Regions from separate parts of the Danio rerio genome. Here region 2 is linked to region 1. The links are chromatin contacts, called in public Micro-C maps. All regions are on one chromosome and are shown on one strand. The core of a region is the stretch at or near the end of the contact, and the rest is flanking DNA. Distances in the headings are between cores, read along the strand shown. Region 1 holds the start of eif4g1a (eukaryotic translation initiation factor 4 gamma, 1a). Region 2 overlaps eif4g1a (eukaryotic translation initiation factor 4 gamma, 1a).

Evidence for each region. A called contact is a pair of places that touch in the nucleus more often than the background predicts.
Region 2: a Micro-C map of caudal fin shows a contact between it and region 1, with 4 times the contacts expected there. The contact joins the enhancer-like site here to the promoter of eif4g1a in region 1. A contact is called at or near these places in 3 of 18 Hi-C or Micro-C datasets (caudal fin, gastrula embryo and an unstated tissue) and 2 of 4 datasets of contacts at active chromatin or transcription factors (embryo and gastrula embryo).

Annotation. Positions count from the first base shown.
Region 1 is chr2:19,167,781-19,170,786 of GRCz12tu, reverse strand. It overlaps eif4g1a (eukaryotic translation initiation factor 4 gamma, 1a), which reads right to left and starts at 1,612. Exons shown (of 32, transcript NM_001080200.1): 1 at 1,457-1,612; 2 at 1,225-1,342.
Region 2 is chr2:19,202,708-19,205,713 of GRCz12tu, reverse strand. It overlaps eif4g1a (eukaryotic translation initiation factor 4 gamma, 1a), which reads right to left. Exons shown (of 32, transcript NM_001080200.1): 26 at 2,860-2,985; 27 at 2,669-2,750; 28 at 2,485-2,583; 29 at 1,381-1,515; 30 at 1,168-1,249; 31 at 923-1,063. Among named protein-coding and RNA genes, the nearest start is that of fam131aa, 16 kb to the left of the region's middle. Within about 2 kb of position 1,458, at least 3 of the 62 cell types and tissues checked have an H3K27ac peak or open chromatin away from gene starts, as enhancers often do. A contact at or near this core is called in caudal fin, where this site is marked.

The DNA.
Region 1 (3,006 bases), core at 363-2,862:
ACTTCCATCCCCCACACCATTAAAGTAAATGTTAACTGAGGTCGTCATTCCACAGATTTGGGTGTGCATTAAACTTCTTATCTGTGGTTATCAACCTTTTAACTATTCAGTACAGTAGACTGATTTATATGAGGACCAAATACAATATTACAAGAGACCAGATACTCAATTTAACGCAGAAAGCGAAACTCCAACATAAAAACGTAGTAAAATAATGTTAATAACATAAAACAGAAAATGTTTAATCAGGTTATCCACATAAACACTAAAGTGCATGCAGTTAAAAAGAAAAAAAAATTATGGGGTAATTTCCAAAATGTTAAGTTTCCTGCAAGCTCTGTTCCCGAAAGTGCGATGAAGCAGCGCGCTTCTCCTACAGACGTGTCACACCGCAGCCATGATGCTCTGCCGGCGCGGCTAACAGCGCTAGCCTCCTCCATATGGCACTGACACGTTAACATACTCTCAGCGGTCTCCACCAAAACAAGCTTTTCGTTTTAGAACAAAAAAGTTAACCACATCAACAACACGCTATACACATAAACCCACGTCGGAAACTATGTGTAGATTTAGCAAAAACAAACTGGGCCCTCAATAAACGTGTGGGGAAGTGTGCAGTCGCCCGCACTAGCTTATTAGCTTCCCTCTCCAAATCAATGACACACTGGAATCTGACTGGCATGTCGTTTATTTTGACTGTATCGTTATATATACACAACTTAATGTAAAGTTTGGCTTTTTGATGAGGAAAAAACGTTAAATTACGCACCGGACAAACTTATTCCACCGTCCTCGTGCTGGCATTCCCACAATTCATCACGAGATGATAAGACGTTTAACGGAAACAAATGCGTTTAAATACAACAGAACAACCGACTCATCAACAGTTCATATGTCATTTTAACACAAACCTTACGGGGTCAAATAGTCTCGTGTATTTATATTCCCGATATGTCAGCAGATTGACACCCCGAAACACGAGCAATACGAAAGCGTGAAACTGGAATAGCGAAAAACCGAGGAAATAACACCCAACATGGAGAAAATACTACACAGATATTAGTGGCAACTTAAGGGAGAGCGTTTAACGGAAAAAATAGTTTGATAGGCGAACACAACTCAGCATTAAACCCGTCGCCAGTGTCAATCTAGGCCCGCTTGGCCCCTGCGATTATCGGTTTAAACGCGGCTATCAAAGTTAGCATAGGCAGTAGGATTACTCACCGGCTCCGCAGACAAACGGGGAAACTTGAGGGCGAGACGTCGTCAACGTGTTTCTGGAAAGTTTCTTTTTGCTATTCTTCGTTGTTAACGGAGGGCGTCTTGGTTTCCTCGGGAATATCTGGGTAAACAGAGGGAGAAGTGTTGGCTAGCGGCTGACACTTTAGGTTTAAATCCCATGTAGCGTGCAAAGGCGAGAAAAAGTGACAGTATGGGGGAAAAAGAGAATAAATACAGTTTTCAGATGTTACTGCCGACAGAGCTGATGGCCCCAGGACGAGCCTCTTGACTGGAGGTCCATGTTTAAGGCGCGGATGGTGACGGATTGCCGGTAAGTTGATCACACTTGTCTTAATAAACGCGATTAGAGCAGAGCCATGGTGCTTCAGCGCTTCTCCCCTTGAGCCCGCAGAACCGGACGGAGTGCTCAGTGAGATGCGTGGGTACTTCCGGGTTAATCAACCTGAGCGCTGCGGGGTCATTCGCCAAGGGTAGAAATCATACGGCGCGATAATAAAAGTCTCTATCGAATAATCTAAATGTATTTATTATAGCCTCGCATACGGAAAATAAATACATATTCCAGGCCTGCAGCCAGCCTATCGAAATAGGATTTTAAACACTTTTTTTCTGGATCAGCTTTTCGCATGGTCACACTTTTTGATGTTCCAAAACATTGATGTAACAAAAAAAGAGATTTGGAATAAAGAAATAATACAATAATATATACAAAAATATATGCTTATTTTAAAAATACAAATTTAATAAAGGTGGTGCCGTAGGTAGTGCTGTCGCCTCACAGCGAGAGGGTCGCTTGTTCAAGCCTCAGCTGGGTCAGTTGGCATTTCTGTGTGGAGTTTGCATGTTCTGGATAAGTTGGCGGTTCATTCCATGGTGGCACACCCGGATTAATAAAGGGACTAAGCTGACAAGAAAATGAATGAAATTTATAACATCAAATATCATTGGAAAAAATAAGAATCTGTTTTTAAAAAAAAAGTGTAGCCCATTATCATTTATGAGACAAATAACAAACTGGCCAGCACATTCAACTTTCTCATTCAGAATTTGATACACTGATTCTGGCATCAAAATTGCCAAATTCGGTATCCCAAATTCTGTACCGACAGCCAACAGGATTCGGCTTGGGCTCAAACACTTTTTCGATGTGTTATTTTCACAATTCATTATGGCTTAGCAGTCAAAATGGGATAAATGAGCTTTGGTATGGGACAAATTCTGGACCTTTGTCAGTGAGGGGTGGGTCTTCCGATCCACTTAAACCTCCCCTATGGGCCTGTATTCACGTATAAAATGTAAGGTTGTAAATATCGGAACACCTCAGGATTGTGTGTTTAGTTTTCCTTTATTTTTCAATAAATAAGTTGTTCCAAACATTTTGAGATTCTTTAGTTTTTTGAGATTCTTTAATGACATACTAAAATTTGACAGGCCTGTCATTTCTTTTGACTGTATCGTTATATTTACATAAATTATTAAGTTTGGCTTTATGATGAGAAAAAAAATTGTCAAATCAGGCACCGGACAAATTAATTGCCAGTGATAAAAAGAATGCTGAAAAATCATACTCAAGTAAAAGTACCATTACTTGCCCAAAAATATAGTGCAAGTAGAGTAAAGTTATCTGTTGTAAATATTACTCAAAGTATAAGTAAAAAGTAACCTTTATAAAAGTACTCAAGAGTAGTGAGTATTATGCTGGAAAAAATTGATGCGTTGAAATGTAATTTGTGCGTGTGTGTGTGTGTGTATGTGTGTGTGTGT
Region 2 (3,006 bases), core at 209-2,708, 35 kb before region 1:
GCACTCTGAAGGTTGTGAAGCGGTGATCACTGAAGCCAATCAGTCATTACTGTTGAGCATGTGAACACAATAGCCAATCTAAAGTACTCAAATATTATGTGGAAATAAAGGTTTTGAAATTACAGTAATAGTCGGCCCAAAGTCCGTACTTTTCACATTTCTAATTTAGAATGTTACAAAAGCTGTCAAACTAATGCAAATGTTTCTTGAAAATCCTACACTGAAATGTGTTATAAAGGATAATATCAGCATATTAGACTGGACTGGAGCACAATGCTGACATGCTAAAATATATATATTTTTTTAAAGAATCTAAAAATATATAGCATTTATACACAGCTTAACTAAAAATAAAATGTTTTATTTTAGAGTATTTTAGAGTTTGCATCAAACTAAAATATCTAAAAGTTAAATATCAGTTTAATAAAATAACTACAGACAAAAAAAAGTTACAATTCAGTGTAACAATCTTTTTAAAAATAAAATTTAAAAAAATCAATAAAATAACAAAACAAACCTGAAACATACTGACCTATATTTATAAAAACAAAATGTGATCGTATTAAATTTCATTATTTTAAATAACTCAAATAGCTGGCAAATATATAAGGCCTAGTGCTGCATTGTGTTCCTTAAAAAGCCTATTTCTTTTAAATATCATCAATGTCTTCTTTAATCACGGTAGAAATGCTTGGTAAGAGGTGAAAATAAACTGAGCAACATTCTAATATACATTAAAAAAAATACTTCTCTCCATACTCCATACTTCCTTTATTTCATCATTAAAAATCTTGTAAATTAACAACCGGGTATATTCCAATTTTTATATGACTTTTATATGACTCCAATTTTCAATCAGTCTAGTGCAATATCAATTCATGTGAGTTTAAAGGAAGATTATAAAAACAAAAGCGCCACTCACTGGCCGGCTGCTCCATCTGCACCATGAGAGCCTGGAGAGCGTAGAGTGCCTGCAGCTCCTTCTGTTCATCAGAAAGGTACTTCTGCAGCAGCTTTGCCCTCTGGTTAATCTGCTCCACGTCCACACGGTAAGGGTTCTCACCTATAATGGTTCATTAATGCACACAATTAACATCGAGCACAGACCAGAGAGAGATCAGGTCTGAAGTCAAACTACCGTCAACAGCATGTAATGGATTCACTCACATATAATGGCAGACTGGCACACTGACATCATCAGTGCTCGCACAAACTGACTAGAGCTCATCTTTTGCTCATCCAGATTGGCCTTTAAAAGAAAAAAAACGGCAGTCAGTGCAAGTCCCATGCGCATACTACTATACCCATAATGCAGATCGCTGCGATGCCTTAATGTCTGTTTGCAGAGCCTTGAATCTCAGCCAAAGCACAAGCGCTCACCTCTACCCAGTCATAGATCCTCTGGTTGTTGGCTTTTTCTTGTAACAACCTGTCCAAATGTTTACTCAGCTCCTCAGCAGTCAGCTCTTTCTTGCTGGGCTTCTCAGACTCCTCGCCCAGTGTGAACTCCATTTTCTGAAAATACATCATCTTTATGACCTTCAGGCTCAGATATTTATACATTGCTATGTTTGTATTATGCTTGAACATATATACTCTATCTGCATACATATGCACAAAAATGTTTTTGCAAAGCATAATTAAGTGCAATTAATCAATTATAAATATATTTCTAGCAAGTACAAAAGATTAACAGATGATTATTGCAGGGACATGTTTGCAAAACAATAAAAATCAACAGGTTTAAGCATATTATTGTTCAATATTATTACTTTGAAGACAAAATTAAAGGCACAGTTCACCAAAAAATAAAAAAAATCTGTCACCCTTCACTCATTTCAAATCTTTTTTTTCGGTTAAACAAGAATTGTTTCAATGAAAAAAAAAAACTGAGAACATGCAGCTAATATTTGTTTTTCCTTCTTTGGAAGTAAATGGTTACAGGTTTTCAGATTTCTTTAAATTATCTTTTGTGTTCAAAAAAAAAAAAAAAAAAAAAAGGTTTGGAAGCACTTTTTCAACACATTTTCATTTTTGATTGCAATCTCAATATAAATGCCTACATCATTTTAATCCTAAATGGTCACAATTAGAATTATACTTCTGAGGATGACAGTAGTACATTTAAATCTGCCAATGACCACAGAGAGCAGTTATTGTGCAAGTTAAGTATTATGAAACAGCTTAAGTCATTTCAATCTAAACTCTTGCTTCTTTGTTAGAAATATTCAAATAGTCAAAGTACTCAATTTACAATTGAAATCATTATTTGAAACTTCAAAAGAAGGTTGTAGCATTACATAGTTGCACAAATAGTGACTAGCAACCATTAAAAATGTATTTGGTCACTGAATAATTGGATCAAACTTAAAATATGCTGATTCATACGGTAAATAAAACGTTGTCTGTGCAAATGATCAAATCACTCATTCAGGTTATATAATTTACTACTATATTATTTTGATAATGTTCAGCTTCAAGCACCTGTTCTGTAACAAACTTATTGACATCCTCATCTTCAGGCAGAAAGTCTTTCCAGCTGAGTCCAGCCTCCAGCCACATGGCTCCAGCTTTTTTGTGACTCTGGAATATAATAAAAGACATGCACATAATTCCTTAACTGCAGTGATTTTGGGTAACTCAACATTTGCCACAGTGTGATTCTCACCAGTCCTTTGCAGAAAATGTTAAGAACGTCAACAAGCAGGATGGCAGCTTTGCCCATAGGCAGTAGAGGTTTGGACACTTCCCTGTCAAACAAAACATTTGGAAAGGTCAAAAGGGTTTAGGTGTGCCTAGTCTATTTGCCCTGATGATTTAATATCTAAATCTGGAGTTTACAAAGAATAAATGTCTAACCTAAAGAGCTGGCCCATGGGGATGCCACCGTCCTGTAGCATGGGGGTGATGATTTCAGCCAAATAAAGCCAAATGTGGGGAATGTCAATAGCCATGTCATCTGCGATCTCAAGAATCTCCTGCAGTCTGGGGTGAGGGAAATTCAAC